Linked DNA regions of Mus musculus: regions 1, 2, 3 and 4 are each linked to region 5. The links are chromatin contacts, called in public Hi-C, HiChIP or PLAC-seq and promoter capture Hi-C maps. All regions are on one chromosome and are shown on one strand. The core of a region is the stretch at or near the end of the contact, and the rest is flanking DNA. Distances in the headings are between cores, read along the strand shown.

Region 1 (4,600 bases), core at 798-3,297, 540 kb before region 5:
CTTGCCAGCACCAACGTCTGTGGCCATCTTCCCCCATCCCCCACTCCTTGAGGTGTTGGGAATTTAAGCCAGGGCCAAGTGCTCCACCACTAAGCTACACTGCCCCGCACAGGCCTAATCTTTGACTTTATGCCCTGTGTATGGGACTCTTCAGGGAGAGTAAAACAAGCCAAGCAGATTTAAAATACTAAAAGAGACTGTGGGTAATGTTCAGCGGTAGGCGCCTGCCTAGTGTGGGGGCTTCTTTTGGCCACAGTGGATAGAGATACATTCCTAAGGACCCTGGGACTCCATCTGAAATCCTCAGGACACAGAACATAGTTTTACTTCAAAGGACTCCATTTGGAGCATCCTCCATCTTATGTCTTAACTGTTAAGTTTGACGGTCCTGGAACCTGCTCTGTAGACCAGACTGGCCTCAGATTCCCCCTGCCTCTGCCTCCCCCGTGCTGCAATTAAAAAGACATTGTATCACTTCATCCAGCTTCTGTTTTTTGAAAAAAGATTGTCAAAATTATGCACATGTGTGTATGTCTGTGTTAAAATTACACACGTAGCCGGGTATGGTGGCACACACCTTTAATTCCAGCACTCCAGAGGCAGAGGCAGGCGGATTTCTGAGTTCGAGGCCAGCCTGGTCTACAGAGTGAGTTCCAGGACAGCCAGGGCTACACAGAGAAACCCTGTCTCGAAAAAAAAAAAATGCACGTGTGTGTGTATGTGTGTGTGTGTGTGTGTGTGTGTGTGTGTGTGTGTGTGTGTGTGTGTCTGTGCCCGCAAGTACAATGATGCAGAGGATGTCGGATCCCTTGGAGCTGGAGTTAAGAGGCAGGTTTGAGGCGCCCAGTGTGCCAATCTTGGGTCCTCCAGAAACCCAGTGTATGCTTTTAATTCCTGAACAGTCCCTCCAGCCCTCCCCTAGTTCTTAACTGTAGAATGGAGGCGCATGCTGTTTTGGCAGTGGAGGATGTCTCTGACAATTGTGTCCTTCCCTTCCGATTGTGGGTTCACAATTGGGCCTTCCTCTGTACACAATGCTTTGTAAGTCACAATATCAAACACACACACACACACTTGAACACCTACTATGTGCCAGTCACTAATGCAGGTGTTTTCATGCTGGCTTCATTTCCCCATCTCTCTATTGTTGTCACTAATATCAAAGACACACACACATACACCCAAATACCTGAGCACCTACTATGTGCCAGTCACTAAAGCTGGTGCTTTCACACTGACTTCATTTCTCCATCTCTCTATGAAGCTTACACTGTGGAACAGGGCATACCTACCTACCCTAGGGTTAACAGACAAAGTCAAGACTTGGAGCTCAGGTTATCCTAGTTACCATGATGACAACAGGATCCTAACCAGCCTTTGTGAGAAGATATACCTCCTCCAGGAGCCAAGAGGGCACCCACAGGGACTTAACAAGCATGAGCAGCTTGGGTTGAGGGGATCTCTTGCCCCCACCCAACCCCTCCTAAGTTATCTCCAGTCTTTATGCTTCTCCCTGTGCCAGACCCCAAGGAGAAGAGTGTGAAAGGGATTTATTCCGCCAAGCTCCCCTTTGGTTACTGCCTGGGAGAGCAGAGCCCCAGGGAAAGAAACTACAATTTGAAACTTGAGCTCTTCTGCTTTGTCTTCTCCAGTCCTCCTGGTAGGCAAGTGTCCCTGACCCACTAGCCTTGCAAATGAAACACTTCAGGCAGTCACCCGAGAGGGGGACTTGTCTTACTCCAGAAACGGAGCCACTTGTCTCTGGTGCCAGAATCTGGCTGCTCCAATTTAGCCTTCTATGGTGGCTTCAACACTGCAATGACTTAGCAAGTGTCTGCAATGCACTGTGCGATGCTGGACCCTGGCCTTCGTAGGGAAGGCCTGCCGTCATGGGACATGTGAGCCACAACCCGGCCACAACCTGGTGTTGCTGACAGGAAGGGAGGAACCCAGCTGGGCCTTCATCCTCTCAGCAGCTCAGCGGAAGCCTCCCTGAGACCCCACTTAGTTCCCCAGAGGAAGCCTTGGTGGAGATAACTCACGGGCAAGCATCACAGGAAGCGGGCTGTGTGGTTAGACAGTGAGAAGCACTGAGCTGTGACTTCAAGGGCCCTGTGCTATACAGCTCTCCCACGCCTTCCTTCTAGTCTCAGGAGGCTGGGCTAGAGGCTGCAGGTTCTGGTCCTCAGGCCCTTGAAGGACAGTCAGACAACTCTCTGCAACAGTCCTCTGTCTGTCTATCCTACCTGCTGTTTGTCCCACCTCTGGAGTTACTGGAAAAAAAAGACCCAGGAAAGAATATAGCACAGCTGAGTAAGAGACAGGAGGGCCAGCATATGGTCCCTCAGGCTTAGTTGCCATGGTCTGCCACTACCACCCAACCTTACTCCTCAGGTCAAGAGGTAAATGCCCCTTTCTTCTACCCCATGCAGCTCACGGCTCACATGGCACAGCCCCATGGCTCATACTACACAGCCCATGGCTCACACTCCACAGCCCATAGCTCACACTCCACAGCCCATGGCTCACACTGCACAGCCCATGGCTCACACTACACAGCCCATAGCTCACACTTTGCAGCCCATGGTTCACACTGCACAGCCCATGGCTCACACTGCACAGCCCATGGCTCACATGCACAGCCCATGGCTCACACTGCACAGCCCATGGCTCACACTGCACAGCCCATGGCTCACATTCACAGCCCATGGCTCACATGCACAGCCCATGGCTCACACTGCACAGCCCATGGCTCACACTCCACAGCCCATGGCTCACACTGCACAGCCCATGGCTCACACTACACAGCCCATAGCTCACACTTTGCAGCCCATGGCTCACACTGCACAGCCCATGGCTCACACTGTACAGCCCATGGCTCACACTGCACAGCCCATGGTTCACACTGCACAGCCCATGGCTCACATTCACAGCCCATGGTTCACACTGTGCAGCCCACAGCTCACACTGCGCAGCCCATGGCTCACACTGCACAGCCCATGGCTCACATGCACAGCCCATGGCTCACACTGTGCAGCCCACAGCTCACACTACACAGCCCATGGCTCATACTGTGCACCCAGGACTTCCCTCCTAACTTCGCAGTCTTCACTTGGATGTCTGACAGAAAGCTAACTTACCTCAAACCTGAACAAAACTCTGCACCTCAGTCCATGCCCTACCCCATATCCCCACATGACCTCAGCACCAGCACCCGTTATCCACTCCACCCTGAGCCAAGCTGAGTTCTCCCTGCCCCTTCCCTACCGGATTAGTTTTTAACCTGTTCCTATGGTCGCCTTAGTTATAACAGTCAACTGCTCTTCCAGACTCTTCTCCATATTGTCTCCCAGAATGTTCTAGATATGGAAGCAACCTTAAACTGCAGTTTTCTGGCCTGGGAGGCAGAGGCAGGTGGATCTCTGAATTTGGGGCCAGTCTGGTCTACGAGTGAGTTCCAGGACAGCCAGGGCTACACAGAGAAACCCTGCCTTGAAAAACACCAAAACCAAACCAACCAAGCAACTAAACACCACCACCACCGTGCCTGCAGGTTCCTCTGTCTCTTTACTGTCTGATGGTGCTGGAGCCAGAGTTCAGAGCCTCGGGCATGCCAGGTTGAGTGCTCTGCCACAGGACATTGCCCTAGCTCCAGAGCTCTCCCTACTTTCTCTTCAGAGTCTCTCAGCCAGGACAGCCTCCAACTCTTTATTTTTCCTTTTTTTTTTTTTTTTTTTTTTTTGAGTTTCAAATAAAAATACTTTGTGATGTTTCTGCTTGCATGTATGTCTGTGCATCACGTTATATATGCATTATGCTATGTGTCATTTCTGTGGAGGCCAAAAGAAGGTGTTGGATCCCCTAGAGTAGGAGTTGTGACCAGCCAGGTGGCTGCTGGGAATGTAGCCTAGGTCCTCGGAAAGAGCAGCCAGTGCTCATAAGTGTCGAGTCATCTCTCCTTCAGGCCTTGGCCTCTCTCCTGCCCCTGGTTTCAAACCCGCCCTGAGTGTCTGATCCTTCTGTGTCCACCTCCGGTACCCTGGCATTACACACATGTGGCATCATGCTCGGTTAATGCCATGCTATAGGTTGAACCCAGGACCTTGTGCATGCTAAAGCAAGCACTGTACTGACTGAATTATATTCTTGGCTCCCTCCTCCCCCTCCCCCTGCCCCTCCTTCCTTCTTCCTATGCCTCAGAGTTATCACTTAAAACTGTCAATCAGATCATTTGTGAGCTTGGCTTTTTTTTTTTTTTTTTAAAGACACGGTGTCACTATGTGGTCCAGGCTGGACTCAGGCTCCAAGTATCAAATACTCATATAATCATGGTTACAGGGCTGCTGTGGGGCACCTGGGTAGGAGGACAGAAAGCAGGAACACTGTCCCTCAGAGACACAGCCCTTGTGTGTGTGTAATAAGAACCGGTTAATCTGATCAAACAGTCAAATGTGTGGGCAATTTTATCCTGTGTGGACAGACGTGCAAAGGTTGGTTTTCTGTTCCCCAGGTAACAGCACTCAGCGTCAGGCCTGAGGAAGGGTTTTGGATAGCGTGTCTCTAGGATCACATGCAGACATGTGACGATGAATGTCACCAT
Region 2 (4,323 bases), core at 1,297-3,796, 800 kb before region 5:
TTGCCGTCCTGTGACCTGGGAGGCAGGGAGGGCTCCCATCTCAGAAAACAAGGTGCTTTCATATCAATGAGATAAAACACGTGACCAAGGCAACAGAGAAGAGTGCATTTGGGCTTATGGTTCCAGAGCGTTAGAGGGAAAGCGTGGCAGTGAGCACTAGGCTGGAAGCTGCGGCAGGGAGCAAGGCACTCACGTCCTCAGCTGCAATCCCAAAGGCAGAGCAGACAGGAAGGAGACGAGGCTGTTTAGTTCCGAACCTGTCCCTCAGCCATGCTGCGCCAACTGGGGACCAGGTATTCAAACCACCACAGATGGCTTTTGAAGAGTGACACCTGGGGTTGTTCTCTGGCTTCCCTACACACATGAACACACATATGCACACTCACACGCACACACACACATCCACCGCACACACATATATGCATGCGCACACGTGCTATATACATAATTTAAAATAAAATCTCAATAAAACTACATTTTATGAGTTGGCATAGGAACCCTGCTTTTCCTTGCATATCCCTGCAACCTCAGTGCATGTGTTGCAGAGTGCTCTATTGTATTTATTTGTTTACTTTGGTTTTGTTGAGACAGGGTTTCAGTGTGTATCCCCAGTTGTCTTCAAACTCCTAAGTAGACTAAGTAGACTAGGCTGGCCTCAAACTCACAGAGATCTGCCTCCCTCTGACTCCTGAGCTCTGGGATTAAAGGCCCACACCATCATGACAGGCAAAAACTTCACTCTTGATCCAGGGCAGGGATTTACAACATTTGGCTAATGTCCCCTTTGGGATCCAACAACCCTTTCACATAGGCTGCCTAAGACCATCGGAAAACATAGATATTTACATTACAAATCATAACAGTAGCAAAATTTCTGTTATGAAGTAGCAACAAAAATAATGTTATGGCTGGGGTCACCACAGCGTGAGGAAGTGTATTAAAGGGTTGCCGCTTTACTTTAGAGAGGTTGAGAACTGAAGATCTAGGAGATTTGTACAGAGACAGCAAATGCACTTGGTTTTTATTCTAGCACATGGTGGCTGTGTCTTTTCCGCATTGACTAGGATAAGACCTCACAGTCTTATTTATTAGTCTACTCTTATTATTTTTTTTTTAAGATTTCTTTTTTTCCGAGACAGGGTTTCTCTGTGTAGCCCTGGCTGTCCTGGAACTCTGTAGACCAGGCTGGCCTCGAACTCTCAAAGATTTATTTATTTATTATATATGAGTTCACTGTTGCTGTCTAGAAACACACGCATCAGATCTCATTGCAGATGGTTGTGAGCCACCGTGTGGTTGCTGGGATTTAAACTCAGGAGCAGTCAGTGTTCTGAACCACTGAGCCATCTCTCCAGCCCTAGCCTAGTCTAGTCTTAAAAGAACTCGTGCATAGGAATTGAAGATGGAGAAAGGGGGTGGCAGATCCAGGTCATCGAGTTCCCAGAATGAAGCAGGGTCTGTTGTGTAAACAAAGATTTTACCAGGTCATGGGGACTAAAATATGTGCACAGAAGTCTTATGAGGTAAGAAAGAAGGTTTGCGTTCTTTGCCCTAAACACAAGTTTTATAATATTTGGTGGCAGAGACTCATGTTTAATATGACTAACACTATTAATCATGGACTTTGAGGTTTCAGAATCCCTTACTGAGGCTGGAGAGATAGCTCAGTGGCTGAAGGTCCTGAGTTCAAATCCCAGCAACCACATGGTGGCTCACAAACATCCATAATGAGATCTGATGCCCTCTTCTGGTGTGTCTGAAGACAGCTACAGTGTACTTAGATATAATAATAAATAAATCTTTATAAAAAAAAAACTCTCTTCCTCTCCCCTCACCTCCAACAGGTATAGCTGGGTGGTGGTGGCACACACCTTTAATTGGAGGCAGAGGCAGAGGCAGAGGCAGAGGCAGAGGCAGAGGCAGAGGCAGAGGCAGAGGCAGAGGCAGAGGCAGAGGCAGAGGCAGAGGCAGAGGCAGAGGCAGAGGCAGAGGCAGAGGCAGAGGCAGAGGCAGAGGCAGAGGCAGAGGCAGGTGGATCTCTGTGAGTTGGAGGCCAGCCTGATCTAGAGAGTGAGTTCCAGGCCAGCTGGGGCTATGCAGAGAGGCCCCGATTCAAAACAAACAAAAAAATAATTTATGTTTGTGCATATATCTATATAGACATAGATACACTTACCTGTGTAAGTACAAACATGTGTTATATGTATTTCTATACAATACATACATGCGCAACAGAATCTTCCCTTTAGGGTGGAAGCTCATTATATTCCTTGTTTTAAAATGTCCCATGGCAGGAAATGCCTGCTTACCACAACGCCGCTGGCTCTCTGTAACTTGGCCAAAGTATCTACCTGATTACAGTATCTCTAGATGATAACATTTTGCTACTGCATGGGGAGGCCTGACAGCGATCTCCTTATCACTGGGGGGAAAGAAAGCCAGTAAATGCCTTTGAGTCAGATCAGATCCAGAACCCAACTGCAGCTAACCTAGAGGCAGCTCAGTTTCCCTGTCCTCTGATAGCCCCTAAAGACAGTAGCCTGGACCAGCGTGGGTTCGATCCGAGAAGAAAAGCTACCAGTCATGACGCGTAAGGGTGCTTGTCACAGAGCTATGACCTTAAACAACATGAAAGCTGGTGTTGGGGGCGGGGGCGGGGGTGGGGGGGTGGGAGGGAAGGAGAGGAAGCAAGGGAGGGAGGGGGTGTTTGTGTGGCGCGCGCGCGCGCGCGCGTGTGTGTGTGTGTGTGTGTGTATGTGTGTGTGTGTGTGTGTGTGTGTATTCACCGGCAGAGAAGGTGGGTTTCCTGCTTTATAGCCCTCTCGCCTCATTTCCTTGCGACAGTCCCTCCCTCACTGACCCGGGATTGGCTGGCAAGCAGCAAGCATTCTCTTGTCTCTAAAGCCCACAGCGCTGCGTCACGGGCATGCATAGCCACGCCCATCTTTTTCCCTGGGCGCTGCAGACTTTCTGGGTTTTGCTGCCCATATTCACAGCAAGCCTTAACCTATTTTGGTCCGTCCTTGTCTAGAAACACCTCCACAGACACTGAGAAGTGCAGTTCGCTAACAGCTCCTCAGCGTTCCTGTGTCCTAGACTAAGTACTGCAGACTCTAACTAGTCTACAGTTGCTTCTCTTATCCGAAGCCTCAGTTTCCCCTGCAGTGAAATGAGGGGATTTTAAAGTCATTTTAGAACACTGGCAGTCAGGCCAGCATACATGAACCAAGGCCACTGCCTCCCAGCCGGTCTGCCTCTGCTGTGGAGGGCGGTCTTTCCATTTCATTTTCTGCTTGTTCAAATGCAAACAAACAAGGGAACAAATATGTAAATAGAGCAAGAAGCTTGCCTTCTTAAAGGGTATTCGGTTTCCATACAAACAGAGAAGCCAGGCGTTTAACAGTAAAGCCGGAAAGGAAAGTGGAAATCAAGATCGCAGGAAGGTTACGGAGTGTTCAGAGTCCCCCGGGAAACGAGACGGAAATGGGGATTGGTGGTGTTATGCCTGCCTGGTGTGTGTGGCACTGAAAACTCATCACTGAGAAACGTGATGCAGGAATACAAGCCCCTGTTGCAAACCTGCTGGCTTTTACCTAGGTAAGTACGATCAAACCTTCAGACAGAGCTGGCGATGCCAACCGGCACTGCCTGCTCCCCAGAGGACCTGGGTTTGATTCCTAGCACAACCACCTGTAACTCTGGTTTCAGGGGATCGGATGCCTTCTTCTGGCTTCCTCGGACAAAGTGTGCACATGGTATACAGACATACACCCAAGGAAAACACCCATAAAATAAAGAAAAAGAAAAACTATCAAATGTTTAATCCTGTTTTTATTTGCATATTTAGGGGACGGTGGCTGTCTGTTGAGGGGTTTTCTTTTGTCAAGCCTGGGGTTTGGTGTATGCTAGACAAGCACTCTACAGCTGAGCTATACCCTGGCTCAAAAGATTGCTTCTCCTCAAATAAAATAAAATAAAATAAAATAAAAATATAAATAAATCAATTGGTCACAATTTACTTTAAGGCCTGAAAACATTGAGTGATCAAAGTGAAACCATGGTAGCTAGGCAGAGTGGCACACACTTGGCATCCTGGCACACCAGGAGCTGAGACGAGAGCATCGTGAGTTCAAGACCACCCTGAGCTACAGTGCTTGCAGGACACTGTCAAAAAATATTAATTTTTGTTATTGCTTTTGTGGTACTGGGGTCTAAATTTGGCAGCTTGTTCTCCCTTGGCAAGCACTCTACCACCAAACTATAACTGAGCTCTTGGGATTTCTTAAAGTTGGTAAATGTGATATAAAACTTTTAAAAAATATA
Region 3 (4,610 bases), core at 1,176-3,675, 810 kb after region 5:
ACTCAGGACCTCAGGAAGAGCAGCCAGTGCTCTTAACCACTGAGCCATCTCTCCAGCCCCCATAAAATAAGAATTTACTGACTCCCTTATATAGACCACAGGTCAGAATGTAAAATGGTGCAGTCACTGTGGAAAATGGCTTGGCAGTTTCTTTAAAAGCCAAATATACAACACAACAATTGTACTTCTGGGCATTTATCCTAGAAAAATAAAAACTTGTACTCACAAAAACATTCTACAAGAATGAAGGCTTTATCCTGACCAAGTAAAAACTGGAGCTAGTCCAGATGCCCTTCAGTGGGTAAACAGTTAAACAAATGGGGGGGGGGGGGTCCATCCATCCTGTGAAATACTCAACTATAAACAAACTATTGATGTTTGAGAGCCTGGGTAGATCTCCAGAGAACTAGCTGACTGAAAACAGCCAACTTCCAAAGTCTGCAAGCCATATAATTCCATGTAGGCAACATTCTTTTTTTGTTTGTTTGTTTTTGTTTTTTTCGAGACAGGGTTTCTCTGTGTAGCCCTGGCTGTCCTGGAACTCACTCTGTAGACCAGGCTGGTCTCGAACTCAGAAATCCGCCTGCCTCTGCCTCCTGAGTGCTGGGATTATAAACCCAAATGTTGAGCTCCTCATCCATGCCGATGTCGTGTGATATTGTGCTATAATTCCCCCCAGGTGTAACCATCAGGTCTGGAACTGCAGAGATGAGACAGGAGGATTAGGAGTTCAAGGCTAAGCTTAGCCTATGTAGTGAGTTCAGGCCCCTCTTGGGCTAGAGTGAAACCTATTTAAAAATAAAATAAATAAAAATTGGAGAAAAACTGGGTAAAAAAGTACATGGATCCCTGTTTTACCTCCTACAACTGCATAATTCTCTTTACAATGATGTCAAACTGCAATTTTAAACAGGATAGCAGAAACTGTTGGGAGCCGACTCTTAGCAGAAAGCGGCTATCATCTCTGCAGCCATCTTGGGCTATTTACTTACAGGTTGGAACTTTTCCACCCTGACGAGAGACTTGTTTTCCTAGCATGATGTTTTTGCAAGAAGCCCACCACACGCTGATAACATCTTGGTTTTCTCCTACACATCCTGGACCTGTGGTTACGTGTCTCCAGCTGCACTCCCTGACTTATGCTTATATGCCCATAGTTGCCTTTCAATAAAAAGACTTGAGACTTGATCAGATAGCCTGTCTTGTCTCCATTCTTCCAGTCTCTTGTTCCTCAGTCCCCACTCTCTCTCTCTCTTGCAGACACCATTGACTGACCTGCGGACCAAGAAACCGCAAGTTAAGAGCATTCGTATCAACATTCCAGAGGACCTGAGTTAGATTCCGAGCACCCACCTCAAGTGGCTCACAACTGCTTGTAACTCCAGCTCCAGAGCATCTGAGGTCCTCCATGGACACACACACACACATACACACACACACACACGGACACGGACACGGACACGGACACACACATGTGACACACACATATAAACACATATACTCATATACAAGATGGCTCAACAAAGGTGACTAGTCCCAAGTCTGACAACCTAAGCTCCCTCCAGGGACCCTCGTAGTGGATAGATTCCCAACTGCTCAAGTTTGTCCTCTGACCTCTATACATGCACCAAGGCCTATGTACACAGACACACACACACACACAAATAGATAAATGTAATTTAAAATGTTTAATAGTAAAAATGAAAATATATAAAGATTTTGTATTTATCACATACCCCCAGCTTGTGAGGCTCGAACTTACAGACTTTGTCAAACTATAACAGAATTTGTGTTTGAGACAGGATAGCTTGCTCCCTAGGCTGGCCTTGAACTGGCTATGTTACCAAGGAGGACCCAGAACCTATCCTCCTGGTTGCGCATGCTGGGGGTGGGAGGATGGGATTTTCATTCGTGTGCCACAAGATTGATTTAAAAACAAAAAACAAACAAACAAACAAAAAAACCCGACCCTTACATGAGCACGCACTCCAAAATTATTTAATTCTTCTTTGGGTAATTATGATAACAAAGAGCTCCCACGAACTTTTCTTGGGAAATTGGTGTGGGGTTGTTGGAGCGCAAGACTCGAAGGTTCTCTCCAGTCCAAGAGCTATCTGGAAATCAGAAGATCCTTCCAGCTAGGGACTGTCGGGAAGCGAAGAAAGGAGGCGCAGAAAATGTGCCCCGAATTCCAATAGACTCAATGAGACCAGGAGCCTGGAGTTGCTGAGCTGCGGCAGCGGGGGGGGGGGGGGGGCGCGGGGGGGAGCGCGGGGGGGCATTTGGATCACGGCATCCATGCGCCACCTTCTGACTACAGAGCATGCGCAGCTGAGCCGGGAGGCAACCCGCCCACCATGCACCCCGTACCCAGAGTCCCAGGACGCGGTGAGGCAAAGGGAGGGCAGGCAGAAACGCGGCTTCCCCACGCGGTTTGGGTCGGGACTGACTGAGCATGGCGCAGAGCCCAGGCTGCTCTTTAAGCAGGTGCGCCCTTCCAGCCCCGCGGCCTCACTCCAGCTCAGCTTGGGTTCAGCACCTTTCTTATCGATCATTTTGGCAGTGGCTCCCACCTGGGCACAAGCCCGTTTTCTCTTCCAGTTCCTCGTTGCCCCTCAGCGGCGCCCAGCCAAGAGTGGGGCTAGTGAGAGGTAATCCCATCACTTCCACGTGTAACCCCAGCACTTCAGACAGACAAGTAAATCTCAAGAGCTGCCTGGCCACCCAGCCTAGTCAGGCAGCTCCAGACCCTGTCTCAGGAAACAAACAAAACAAAACAAAAAGCAAGTGAATGGGCTAGAGAGATGGCTTTGCTTGGTGGTTTTGAGCACTTCTTGCTCTAGCAGAGGATCCAGGCCTTAACCCCAGCACCCACAACTTTCTATAAATCCACTTCCAGGGGATCTGCCACCCTCTTCTGACCTCCATGTGGTGAACATACATACATGCAGGCAAAATATCCCTACACACAAAATAAGTCTTTAAAAAGTGGAGGAGGCGGGCTGGAGAGATGGCTTAGCGGTTAAGAGCACCAACGGCTCTTCGGAAGGTCCTGAGTTCAAATCCCAGCAACCACATGGTCTGAAGACAGCTACAGTGTACTTACATATAATAAATAAATCTGAAAAAACAAACAAACAAACAAAAAGTGGAGGAGGGTAGCAAGTCAGGCTGTGGTTGCTCATGCCTTTAATCCCAGTACTCAAGAGACAAGGCAGGCGGATCTCTGTGAGTTTGAGGCCAGCCTGGTCTACAGAGCGAGGTCTAAGACAGCCAGGACTACACAGGGAAACCCTGTCTCAAAAAAACAAAAACACAAAAAGAGAACATTGACTCCTAGGGAACAAAATTTGAGATTGATCTCTGGCCTCCATATAAACATGCATACAGGGCTGGAGAGATGGCTCAACGGGTAAGAGCATTGACTGCCCTTCCAGAGGTCCTGAGTTCAAGTCCCAGCAACCATGTGGTGATCCACAACCATCTGTAATGAAATCTGACGCCCTTTTCTGGTTTGTCTGAAGACAACTACAGTGTACTTACATATAATAAATAAATAAATCCTTTTTTAATTACTTTTTTTGGTAAAATGCATAGAAAAAAGTAAGGTATATCAGGTGAGAATATATCTTGTGTGAAAAAACAAATTATTATTCTTTTATGAAAATACATATGTGTATATTGTATATACATACATTTGTATATTTCATTTTACTTTATGTGTATGAATATTTGCCTGCATGTGTGTTTATGCACCACATGAGTGTCTGGCTCCTGATGTAAGTCAGAAGAGCGTATCAAATCCCCTGAAACTGGAGTTACAGATGGTTGTAAACCAGTATGTGGGTGCTGTGAACCAAACCCAAGCCCTCTACAAAACCAAGCCGTCCTAACCATGGAGTCATCTCTCCAGCCATAATGTTTTGTGTACTTTAATTTTAAAACATTTAGAATCCCCAGGACAGGCTGAAAGTGTAGCTCAGTGGTAGTTCTTGTCTCATGGGTTCATGGTGCTGACTTCCACCCTGGTGCAGGGGGCAGGGCAGGGGGGACGGGGCATCAACGCAGAGTGCTCAGTTCTCTCCTTTGTTAGGTCTCATCTGGATCACATAACCTGTTCTTCCTGCTGCCTCCAGCAGCACCTGTGCTGGAACGTTCTGTAATAATGGCCTCTGTGTATTCAATAGTCACCAATCATATACAGCTTTCAATGTGGCTGCATGAACAAAGAGATGATTTTGGAATGTCATTTATTTTACATTTTAAAATGCACACCAGTAGCTAGGGGGCTAATGTTCCTCACTGTATTAAGTAGTGCAGTGCACCTCAGGCTGTAAGTGTCCGTGAGCAGAGATGGGCTTGCTCAGTATCATATCCCAGACTTAGGTCATTCCAAACTGTGTTAAGTCACCAATAAATGGGACATTTTTAGTTTTGAGTGGTTTGAGGTGTGTGTGTGTGTGTGTGTGTGTGTGTGTGTGTGTGTGTGTGTCTGTATGTGTCTGTGTGTGTGTGTGTGTGTGTGTCTGTGTGTGTGTGTGTATGTCTGTGTGTGTCTGTGTGTGTCTGTGTTTGTGTAGACCAGGCTCAGGCTGATCCTCCTGCTCTGG
Region 4 (4,483 bases), core at 265-2,764, 960 kb after region 5:
TCTCCGCGCGTCCCCAGCCTCACCCCTTTTCGGAGGGCCCCCCCTCCTGTCCCGGCTCCGGAGCCCGGAAGTGGATGTGGCCGCTTGGCAAAGAGGGGGAGGGGGACGGAGAAGTGCTTCCGGGGAAACGGGCCCCGGGTTGGTGTTTGTAAACTTGCCTCGGTCCCGACGCGGGGAGCGGCGGCCGCGGGCTTGGCACGGGGTGCCTGGGGCCTGGAGGGGGCGCCGCGCGGCGGAGGAGACGGCGGGAGGCCGCGCCAGGCAGGTAGGCGCGCGCCGCGGGGAGGCAGCGTCGAGCGGGCGGGCGAGCGGGCGGACAGCAGCTCGCAGGCCGTGGGGCGCCGCGCGCGAGGGGGGAGGGGAGCGCGGCGGAGGAGGGGCGCGCGGCGGAGGGAGGGGGCGCGAGGGGAGGGCCGCCGCCGCCCCGCCCCCCACCGCCCCGCCGGGAGAGGGGGCCTTGCCCGGGAAGGGGGGGGGAAGCGCGGGCGCGAGCACGCAGGTCGCGCGCGGCTCGGCGCTCCCGGGGCTGCGCGCTGCGGCTGCCTGCAGAGCGCGCGCACACACGCCCGCCCTCCGCCTCCGCGGCGGCGAATTTACGAACCTTCGGGCGGACTCCGAGCGACGCTCACGTGCGGGCACTGCCAGCCACCCCGGCGCTCGGCGGAGGCCTCCCGAGCTTCCTTCCAACACAGTTCTGCCCTCGTCTGTGGAGTGCCAGCTTTGCAGGCCGGCCCACTCCGCACAAAAGCCCCAAAGGGCCTCCGCCCCCTTCTTCCGTTCCTAAGATGGCAAATCCCAGCTCTTACTCTCTTGGCAGATCCTCTCTATAGGAGGCCCAACTTACTTTTGCTCCCGTTGGCTGCTCTTTCGGCCCAGGAGGCCAGTTTCTTCTACTGACCTAGAAAGAAAGCTCTCGACTCATGTCCTCCTTTTGAGCTTCAGAACGCCCAGCAAAATAAGTTGAGGGAGCTTCGATCGTTGTTTGGCCTGAAGATGTTACACCTAAGGGCCTCATCTCCCTTTCTGGTTTCAGGTTTCTGGAACAGACCTAGAGCTTCACCAAGAGAATTCAACTTGGAAACCAAGACTGGTAGACTCTCGTTTCTTCCGACAAGAGGCAGAAGTCAGAGAGAGACTGCGGATTCTTGGGACACCTGTTTTCCTTTTGGAGGACACCGAGTTCTTTGAGAAGACAGTTCAATATGGCAAAGGAACTGAAAGAACGGGGAGGAGCCGTTACTGTGATTTGGTGACGGTTCTTCAGACAACCAGTGTCTTAAGGAAAACTGGGACAGAGAACTTCTGAACTTTTTGGGTTCGTTAAGTGAGAAGTCAGCATGGCTCAGGTAAAAAGCTCTCGAGTCCTCCTTCAAGACCGTTCACTGGGAAGCCTCTTTGCAGTGTCACCCTTGAATTCTGCCTTAGCCAACAGTATTGACCATCCCCAGTGAGCCGAGCTCTGTATTAAGCGCCAGGGGGAGATCTAGAGGAAGGAAAGGAGACAGGCCACAGCCCCTGCCTTCAGGGAGCTTCCAGTCAAATGAAGGAGGTAGGCTATATATCACGTCACAGGCACTGATGGGCCATTGGCAAAGCACCTTGTACCCGGTGTACTTTTGGTACGTGAAGTACTCGGGCATAAGGGAGTGTATAGTCTGGTGAATGCTTCATTTGTTTTTTTTTCCCAACAGGAATTTTATTGAGCTCCTGTTACATGCACGGCATTGTGTTTGGAATACAAAGATGAATAAGATTGCCCTTGTCCCCAGTAAGCTCCCAGGCTAGTTGGGGGGAGGGGGAGGGATGACGGCAAGACAGTCTGTTATTTATTATTTTTATATTCACGGTGCCCTGCGTGATAGCTGGCTGGTACTAGAGACTCTGAATCAGTTGACTAAAGGAGTTCTCAGTGATAGAAGGATTGTGACTGCGTGGTGGTACCTCTGCCTGGATGGGGGGGGGGGGGGGGAAGGAAGCCTGCAGGTAGCATAGGATTTTGCTAGAGAAGTCAACAGAGAAGGGCACTCAGACAGAGGGAGGGGCTTAGAGGGATGGGACACCACTGGATGGTTTGGTGGGTAGTTAAGGAGCAAAGGATTACAAATGGGGGATCATTAGATGGGGTTAGGTAACGAAGGATGGGGGGTTACTTCCTAGAGAAGTCAGTGGAATGTGGTCCAAGGGCTTTTTGTGCTTTTCCTAAGGAGTTAGACATTATTATCCAGGGAGTGGGGAGTCCCCGAAGAATGTTAAACTCCAAAGTAATGTGGTCCAGAAGATAGCTGTTTTTGTGAAGGTGGCAGATGGTTTGGAAGGACCAGAGGGACGGAGGGACCGTTGTAGTCTTCTGAATGGAGAGCCGTGCGCTTCTCTGAGCTTTCTCTGAGGAAACCAGTCTCACCAGGACGGCAGCCTGAGTGTAGAGGGGTTGGCTTTCTTCCAAGTGCTGCAGCATGCCTCTGGGTCTCTTCCTTTGTCTGTCTGCAGCGTACTCCACAGCATCGTGCTCACTGTTCTGAAAGGGTTGGTTGCTTCTGCCAAGCATTGACTTTGTGCTTGACACTAAGCATTTTACATCCCTCTCTCATTCTCCTTGGCCCTGTGAGGGTAGGCACTCTGATTGGTGTTTCACATTGGAGCGAAACAAGGCTTCAAAGATGGAGAGACTTGGCCAGAATTGCACAGCCCAAACAGCAAAACTAAGATTTTTAACTTCAGAGTTCATGGAAGTGAGAGAACGGATCCGAAGGCACACTGATCATCCAAGAGAGTAGTTTTACTAATCTGGGAGTTTGTTGACCGACTAGTTCTTTAAAAGACTTTCTTGAGTAAGAGCAATGCATACTCTGGAGTGCCGGCTCGATAGTAGGTTAGAGGATTGTGGTTGTAAAAGGCGGTTGGTTGTGTCTTAAGGCACCCCTGTTGAATTAACTTTTTTAACTTTATTTAGCACCTAAAAATGGCCTAAAGGGGGTGGGGGTAGCCAAGTGTGGTGCCACATACTAATCTCAGCACTCAGGAGGCAAAGGCAGGTGGATCTCTTGAGTTCGAGGCCAGTCTGTACTATAGAGTGAGTTTCAGGACAACCAGAGCTACACAGAGGAACCTTATCTTGAAAAACCTAAAAAAAAAAAAATGGCCAAAGTGGTTCAAAGAAACTGTATATTCGACAGGCATGGTGGTGCACGCCTTTGATTCCAGCACTTGGGAGGCAGAGGCAGGCGGATTTCTGAGTTCGAGGCCAGCCTGGTCTACAAAGTGAGTTCCAGGACAGCCAGGGCTACACAGAGAAACCCTGTCTCAAAAGAAAAAAAAAAAAGAAAAAAGAAAGAAAAGAAAAGAAACTGTATACTCAATTCCAGAATCTAGAGATTTTATTTGCTGTAGGTGACAGCACTTAAGGAATTTAAAATCTAAAGTGAGAAATAGCCTAAAAGCAAATGTAGTTGGCGCCAGCAAGTCTACTTGTCTGAAGTAGGCTTTGAATTCAAGCACTGCTGTGGCCTGGCACTCACTGTTTAGTAAGCCCTTCCAGAGGACCCATATCAGTCCCTCACAGCTGACTACAGCTCCAGGAGATCTGATGCCCTCTCCTGTTCTCCCTGGGCACCTTACCCACATGGGGCATGGACGCATACACACACACACACACACACACACACACACACACACACACACAAAATAATAAAAATAAATCTTACAGAAACAGAAGAGGGGGTCAGCGAGATGGTTCCACAGATGAAGCATCTTGCTGTCAGCCTGATAGCGGGAATTAGATCTCAGAAGCCACATGGTGGAATGATGGACCGACTCCTCAAGTGGTCCTTGGACCTCTTAGTAAAAATAAGAGAGTTTGGAAGGAAGACATTGCCCTAGGAATCTCCGATCTCAGTGGGTCAGGCAGACAGATGTCATACATACCTCCTACAGTTAAAGCTCAGAAATGCCTTAGGTAATGTGTAACCCCACACACTGTTTGGTAACCACGAGGGTTGATGCTGCTTGATTAACTTGATCTGTGCTTCATTGCCTAAGGAATGCCAAGGGGGGAGTAGCTCCTGGTGAGACAGTGAGAAAGGGCTTGAAGGAAGCAAAGTGTGTCTGTGAGGGAGTCTCTTCCCTGAAGAGAAGCGAGTTGTGGCTGGGTGTAGGTGTAGGTCTGTTGAGGATGGCAGCCTGTCTCTCTGCCCTACCCTGCCAGGAGACCTGACACCTCATCTCCTTTCAACTTAGGCAAGTCTTCTGGCTTGTGAAGGCCTAGCAGGTGTGAGTTTGGTTCCCACTGCAGCCAGCAAGAAGATGATGCTGAGCCAGATTGCCAGCAAGCAGGCTGAAAACGGCGAGCGGGCAGGTAGCCCTGATGTGCTGAGGTGCTCCAGTCAGGTACAGCACTTGAGTCCGTTGTGGTGCTCTGGGTTTGGGCGGCCCCAGCTCTCTGCATAGAGGCACCAAGCTGTGGCTCCTCTGGCTTTGCCTTGATTCT
Region 5 (4,398 bases), core at 797-3,296:
CTTTAAGGAGCCATGCTCTGGCCCAGATCTGACTTTCCCATGTACCATTTCTTCTGTTTGGAATCTCTCCCCTCTGTTTAAAAACTGCTTCATGCTGGACATGGTAGTGCACACCTTTAATCCTAGCACCCAGGAGGCAGAGGGAGGCAGATCTCTGTGAATTTGAGGCTAGTCTGGTCTACAGAGTGAGTTCCAAGACAGCCAGGGCTACATAGCGATATTCTGTTTCAAAAACAAAAGCAAAACACTGTTTCATTAGCGGGACACTGTTGTATCCCTCTCTAAATTACAACCTCCAGTTAAATGTACATGGATCCATAGAGAGCCCAGGCATAGCAAAAGCATACAGGGAACTGAGCTCACTTTCATCTTGAATGGGGCATTCATTCCACATGGAGTTCCCGGTCCTTCAGACTCACATTGACATGTAAGCTGGACTTCTCTGGGCCTCCTTTGCATAAAGCAGATTATGGGCATCTCTGCTCCCCACTTTCCTGAGATACGTCTCTACACCTCTATACTCCACTGAGTGATCTTTCTTATGCATCTTGGATACTCCAGGACTCCCCAGAATGCCAGCATCCAAGGAATTCAAGTTCTTTGTGCAGAACGCTTATAATCTTCACATATAAGTTGCACATATTATTCACTATAATTACTTATTTAAGTTTTAAGATAGTCTTACTTTGCCGGTGGTGGTGACACACGCCTTTAATCCCAGCACTCGGGATGCAGAGGTAGGTGGATTTCTGAGTTCGAGGCCAGCCTGGTCTACAAAGTGAGTTCCAGGACAGCCAGGGCTACACAGAGAAACCCTGCCTCAAAAAAATTAAAAAAAAAAAGAAAAAGTCTTACTTTATAGCTCAGGCTGGCCTCAAATTCAAGATTCTCTTAATCCTAGCCTCTTGAGTGCTGGGATTATAAATACAAGACACCATACCTGGCTCTGCTCTACACTGTAAAGCTCTGCACTAGGGATAGTGTTTAGTGTGGTGAATGTTATGTGTGTTATTATAACGCTGAATTATTTAGGCAATAGTGACAAGAACAAAACCTAGATAAGTCCAGTGCAGATGTAGTTTTGTCTTGTTTTCCTGAAACATTAGAACCCACCCCTGAAAATGACATTTATTTCTGGAGAAGCCTGGTCAAGACACCAAAAGCTCCCTGAGCTCTGACTACCTCCTGGGTAGCTTGGTTCTCCCTGGCACCTTCTCCTGGGGTTTGACCTGAGCCATCTGGGAAGCATGGTTCAGCAACCTCTCTATCTTTTTTTTTTTTTTTCTTTCTCCCCTCCTACCTCCAAGTGGTCTTATTTTTTGTTATACTTTAAAAAACAAACAAACAAACAAACCCCAAACAAACAAATCCAAACCTTAAACATCTACTTATTTTATGTCTGTAAATTTTTGCCTCTGTGTATGTATGTGCACCCCGTGCATGCCGGGTACCCACTGAGGTTAGAAGAGGGCGTTGGAACCCCTAGACTGGAGTTAATGACGGTCGTGAGGACCCAAATCTGGGTCCTCTTAGAGCAGCTGGAGCTCTGGACAGCCGAACCATTTCTGCAGCCCTTCTGTTTTGCTTTTATTCGGGGCAGGGCTTCTTGTAGCTCAGGCTGGCCAACTCCCAAATGCTGAGATTACAGGCCTGGGCTACCACGCCCAGCAATTAACTTCATTTTTGCACCATTGCTTGTGTGGGTCTAACGGAAAAGGGCCTAAGAATTGAGGACATTCACCTTTAATCGCACTCCGTGCCCCTCGGGACTGTCTGGAACAGATTTGGATGCCAAGTCTCCAAGCCAGCCGCGCTACGAGTTTCCACACACCCCCACCCACCTCCTGCCTGGGCCAGGCCACCCCCACCCGGGCAATGACGTCTATTTGCATGCACCAGCGCCAAAGGAAGCGTTGGCTCAACGACGATTTGCATGCTCTCACGCTATTGGCTGCGAGGGCGGCGCCGCAGCCAATGGCTGCAGCGGTGTTTACAGCGCGGCTTGGGTGATGTAATGGAATCCTGGCTAGCCCGCCGAGCTCCCTGCGGACTGCGCGGTGACGTAGCGGCTTCCCCGACCGCACCCGGCGTGCAGGGCCTGGCGCGGGCAGTAGGGGCATGGCTCGCCCGAGGCTCGGTGCTGCCCCGCCGCCCGCCGCGTTCCTTCCGGCTTGGTGTTCCGGTGGCGGGACCAGGGAAGGGAAGCTCGGGCCAAATCCGGTCTCGGGCGAGGTGACAGAAATTTGGAATCTGACACCGGAGGATGGCTGAGCTCCGGCTCCTCTGGGAGTGCAATTACGGACTTCGCACTTTGTCAGCCACGCAGCTCTACAGCCTTTGCTGTTGTCTGCGGGTGTCTGTGTGTGTGTGGGGAGGGGGGGGGGCGGGGCGGTGAGAGTGATTTTGTAACTCTAAAGTTACAGAGGGTTTTGTTGTGTTTTTAATCAAGAGCCCTGGTTTTGATTTGTGGGTAATCTTTCTTTAAACCTCGCCCATTTCCGGCCTGGTGACCTGGGCCACTTTCTCATGTTGACCCAGATGATCCTCAGTAGCAAGAACAAAAGGACAACAGATGTGGAAACACTCAATGAAGCACAGGAAGGGAAGATGGCCTCTCCACCTCCAATCCAGTGGCCTTCTAGAACTCTGCAGTCCTTGCAATAGTCTTGGGTGACCCCATTTATTTTTTTTTATTTTTTGCCTTTGAGTGTATGCTTAAATGTGGGGAATGGCGGGGGGACCCCAGCCAAGTAGTTATTGATCCTGAGGCTGAGGAAGGGACCTATGAAGGGAATCCCCTTTGCAGTCCCAGGCAGGGGAGTCCCTCTGGGCCCAGTGGGTTAGTTAACCCCTCCACATCCTCTAACCCAGGCAGGGAGGATGTGAGGTAACATACTGGCTCCTCAACTATAAGCAGCTGAATCCAGGTCACCAAGTATGCTAGATGGCCTTGGGCCTTGTGGCTCAAGGTGGCTTACTGTTTTTCACCCTTGGGACTTCCATCTTGTCCCTGTCTCATACCCTTGAAATTCCGGACAGCCTAACCTCCATGGGGTGTTCTTTCCATTTCTAGGCCTTTTTCCACACTATACCCCACATTCTTTTTCTCTAGGGTGGCCCCTCTTCCCTCATATATCCTTCCTTACTCTTAATCTGTCTTGACTGTGTAGATATCCCCTCATAGTAAAACTAGCTGCTGGGCTTTTTGTCTCCGTGTCTTTTTTTTTTTTAAGACTTATTTATTTATTTATTTATTTTTTTGTATATGAGTACACTGTAGCTCTTTTCAGACACACCAGAAGGGGGCATCAGATCCCATTACAGATAGTTGTGAGCTACCATGTGGTTGCTGGGAATTAAACTCAGGACCTCAGGAAGAGCAGTCAGTGCTCTTAACCGCTGAGCCATCTCTCCAGCTCTTGTCTCCCTGTCTTAGGAACCCTCCAGGGTGTGGGCTAGTACCAATGAGGACTGCATCCCTAACTGCTCCTAGAAGCCCAGCCTTACAAAGGACTGAGTGGTTTACCTTCCCTCTCCACTCTCCTGTCTGCAGGAGGAACTGGGAAGTGGTCCTGGGATTTGGGCAGGGAGGAGGGGACACCGTGGTGAGTGCCTTCTGGGAATTAGAAAGCCAGGCTGTGGGGCTGCTTGGCCACTGACTAGCTGAGGAAGCCAGTTAAGGGAACCACAGTGGGGCTATTTATAGGAGATCTGTTGTGACACAGAGGTCGCCATGCCCTATCTGTGCAGCCCCCCCTCCCGCCAAAGCACAAGTAAACACCAGCTGGGCAAAGCCAGGCTAAGCATTTTTTGAAGGACAGCTCCAAGACAAGCATCCCAGCCCTGGCTCTCCCTCAGGTCCCCCTGAATAGAAAAGGCAGATCCACCACTGCCTGTCATTTTCCTGGTACATGCTCTATGTGTGTTATCAAAGACACTGTCTTCACAACGCTGCTGCTGTGTGAGACAAGTATGTTACCATGTGTGTGTCTCCAAGGAGGAAACGGGAGCTCAGAGTAGGCCAGTTTCTCTCCTGGAGTCCACAGCTGGGAAAGAGCCAGGAGAGGCAAGAATCCCTGGGTGGTCTGTCTGTCTGTGTCCAGGGTTCTTCCACAGCTGTTCAGATCACCCAGTCACCAGCATCCATTACATGCCACTTGGGCCTCAGGCCCCTCTTCCATCTCAGCCTGTCTCTTTAAGCTGTCCCAGTGTTAGCATGTCACATGTTGCTATCTTCTTTATTATAGAGTAGATAATTGAGGCAGGTTTGGCTGAGAGTATTTATAGAGAGAGACCTCTGTGAGTTGGAAGTCTCCATGGAAAAACTGCTAGCAGCATTTTTTTTTTTCGTTTTCCATTCCTGTCTAAATAAATGTATTTCTCCTACACAGGCAAATA

Evidence for each region. Promoter capture Hi-C pulls out the DNA fragments that hold promoters and counts their contacts. Hi-C and Micro-C count contacts between places; a contact is called where the count stands out from the background. HiChIP or PLAC-seq counts read pairs in DNA pulled down with a chosen protein or histone mark.
Region 1: a contact with region 5 is called in a Hi-C map of CD4 T cells, with 2.6 times the contacts expected there. The contact joins two enhancer-like sites. A contact is called at or near these places in 1 of 484 Hi-C or Micro-C datasets (CD4 T cells) and 1 of 115 datasets of contacts at active chromatin or transcription factors (regulatory T cells).
Region 2: a contact with region 5 is called in a Hi-C map of CD4 T cells, with 5 times the contacts expected there. The contact joins two enhancer-like sites.
Region 3: a contact with region 5 is called in an H3K4me3 HiChIP or PLAC-seq map of embryonic basal ganglia, with 5 times the contacts expected there. The contact joins two enhancer-like sites. A contact is called at or near these places in 2 of 15 datasets of contacts at CTCF or cohesin (the NIH/3T3 cell line and large pre-B cells), 7 of 484 Hi-C or Micro-C datasets (the F1.1 cell line, embryonic stem cells, frontal cortex and 2 more), 11 of 115 datasets of contacts at active chromatin or transcription factors (bone marrow-derived macrophages, cardiomyocytes, differentiating embryonic stem cells and 7 more) and 1 of 9 other capture datasets (liver).
Region 4: a promoter capture Hi-C map of pre-B cells shows a contact between it and region 5, with 5 times the contacts expected there. The contact joins the promoter of Csad here to the enhancer-like site in region 5. A contact is called at or near these places in 5 of 39 promoter capture datasets (cranial neural crest, frontonasal cranial neural crest, hippocampal neurons and 2 more), 3 of 115 datasets of contacts at active chromatin or transcription factors (embryonic forebrain, embryonic stem cells and memory CD8 T cells) and 3 of 9 other capture datasets (adipose tissue, liver and macrophages).

What each region holds. Positions count from the first base shown.
Region 1 is chr15:100,704,419-100,709,018 of GRCm38.p6, forward strand. All of the region lies in intron 4 of Galnt6 (polypeptide N-acetylgalactosaminyltransferase 6), which reads right to left. Among named protein-coding and RNA genes, the nearest start is that of Galnt6os, 11 kb to the left of the region's middle. Within about 2 kb of position 2,048, at least 112 of the 459 cell types and tissues checked have an H3K27ac peak or open chromatin away from gene starts, as enhancers often do. A contact at or near this core is called in regulatory T cells, where this site is marked.
Region 2 is chr15:100,440,840-100,445,162 of GRCm38.p6, forward strand. The region is part of intron 1 of 5330439K02Rik (a long non-coding RNA gene); the gene reads right to left. Among named protein-coding and RNA genes, the nearest start is that of Gm5475, 20 kb to the left of the region's middle. Within about 2 kb of position 2,547, at least 311 of the 459 cell types and tissues checked have an H3K27ac peak or open chromatin away from gene starts, as enhancers often do.
Region 3 is chr15:102,049,811-102,054,420 of GRCm38.p6, forward strand. No RefSeq gene overlaps it. Among named protein-coding and RNA genes, the nearest start is that of Gm41405, 6.8 kb to the left of the region's middle. Within about 2 kb of position 2,426, at least 147 of the 459 cell types and tissues checked have an H3K27ac peak or open chromatin away from gene starts, as enhancers often do. A contact at or near this core is called in differentiating embryonic stem cells, embryonic basal ganglia, embryonic limb bud and 5 more, where this site is marked.
Region 4 is chr15:102,203,538-102,208,020 of GRCm38.p6, forward strand. Csad (cysteine sulfinic acid decarboxylase) reads right to left here and starts at 1,515. Exons shown (of 18, transcript NM_001359126.1): 1 at 602-1,515. Zfp740 (zinc finger protein 740) reads left to right here and starts at 108. Exons shown (of 8, transcript NM_001289691.1): 1 at 108-265; 2 at 1,034-1,549; 3 at 1,692-1,768; 4 at 4,234-4,383. The coding sequence starts at 4,300.
Region 5 is chr15:101,244,470-101,248,867 of GRCm38.p6, forward strand. No RefSeq gene overlaps it. Among named protein-coding and RNA genes, the nearest start is that of Nr4a1, 20 kb to the right of the region's middle. Within about 2 kb of position 2,047, at least 406 of the 459 cell types and tissues checked have an H3K27ac peak or open chromatin away from gene starts, as enhancers often do. A contact at or near this core is called in adipose tissue, differentiating embryonic stem cells, embryonic basal ganglia and 11 more, where this site is marked.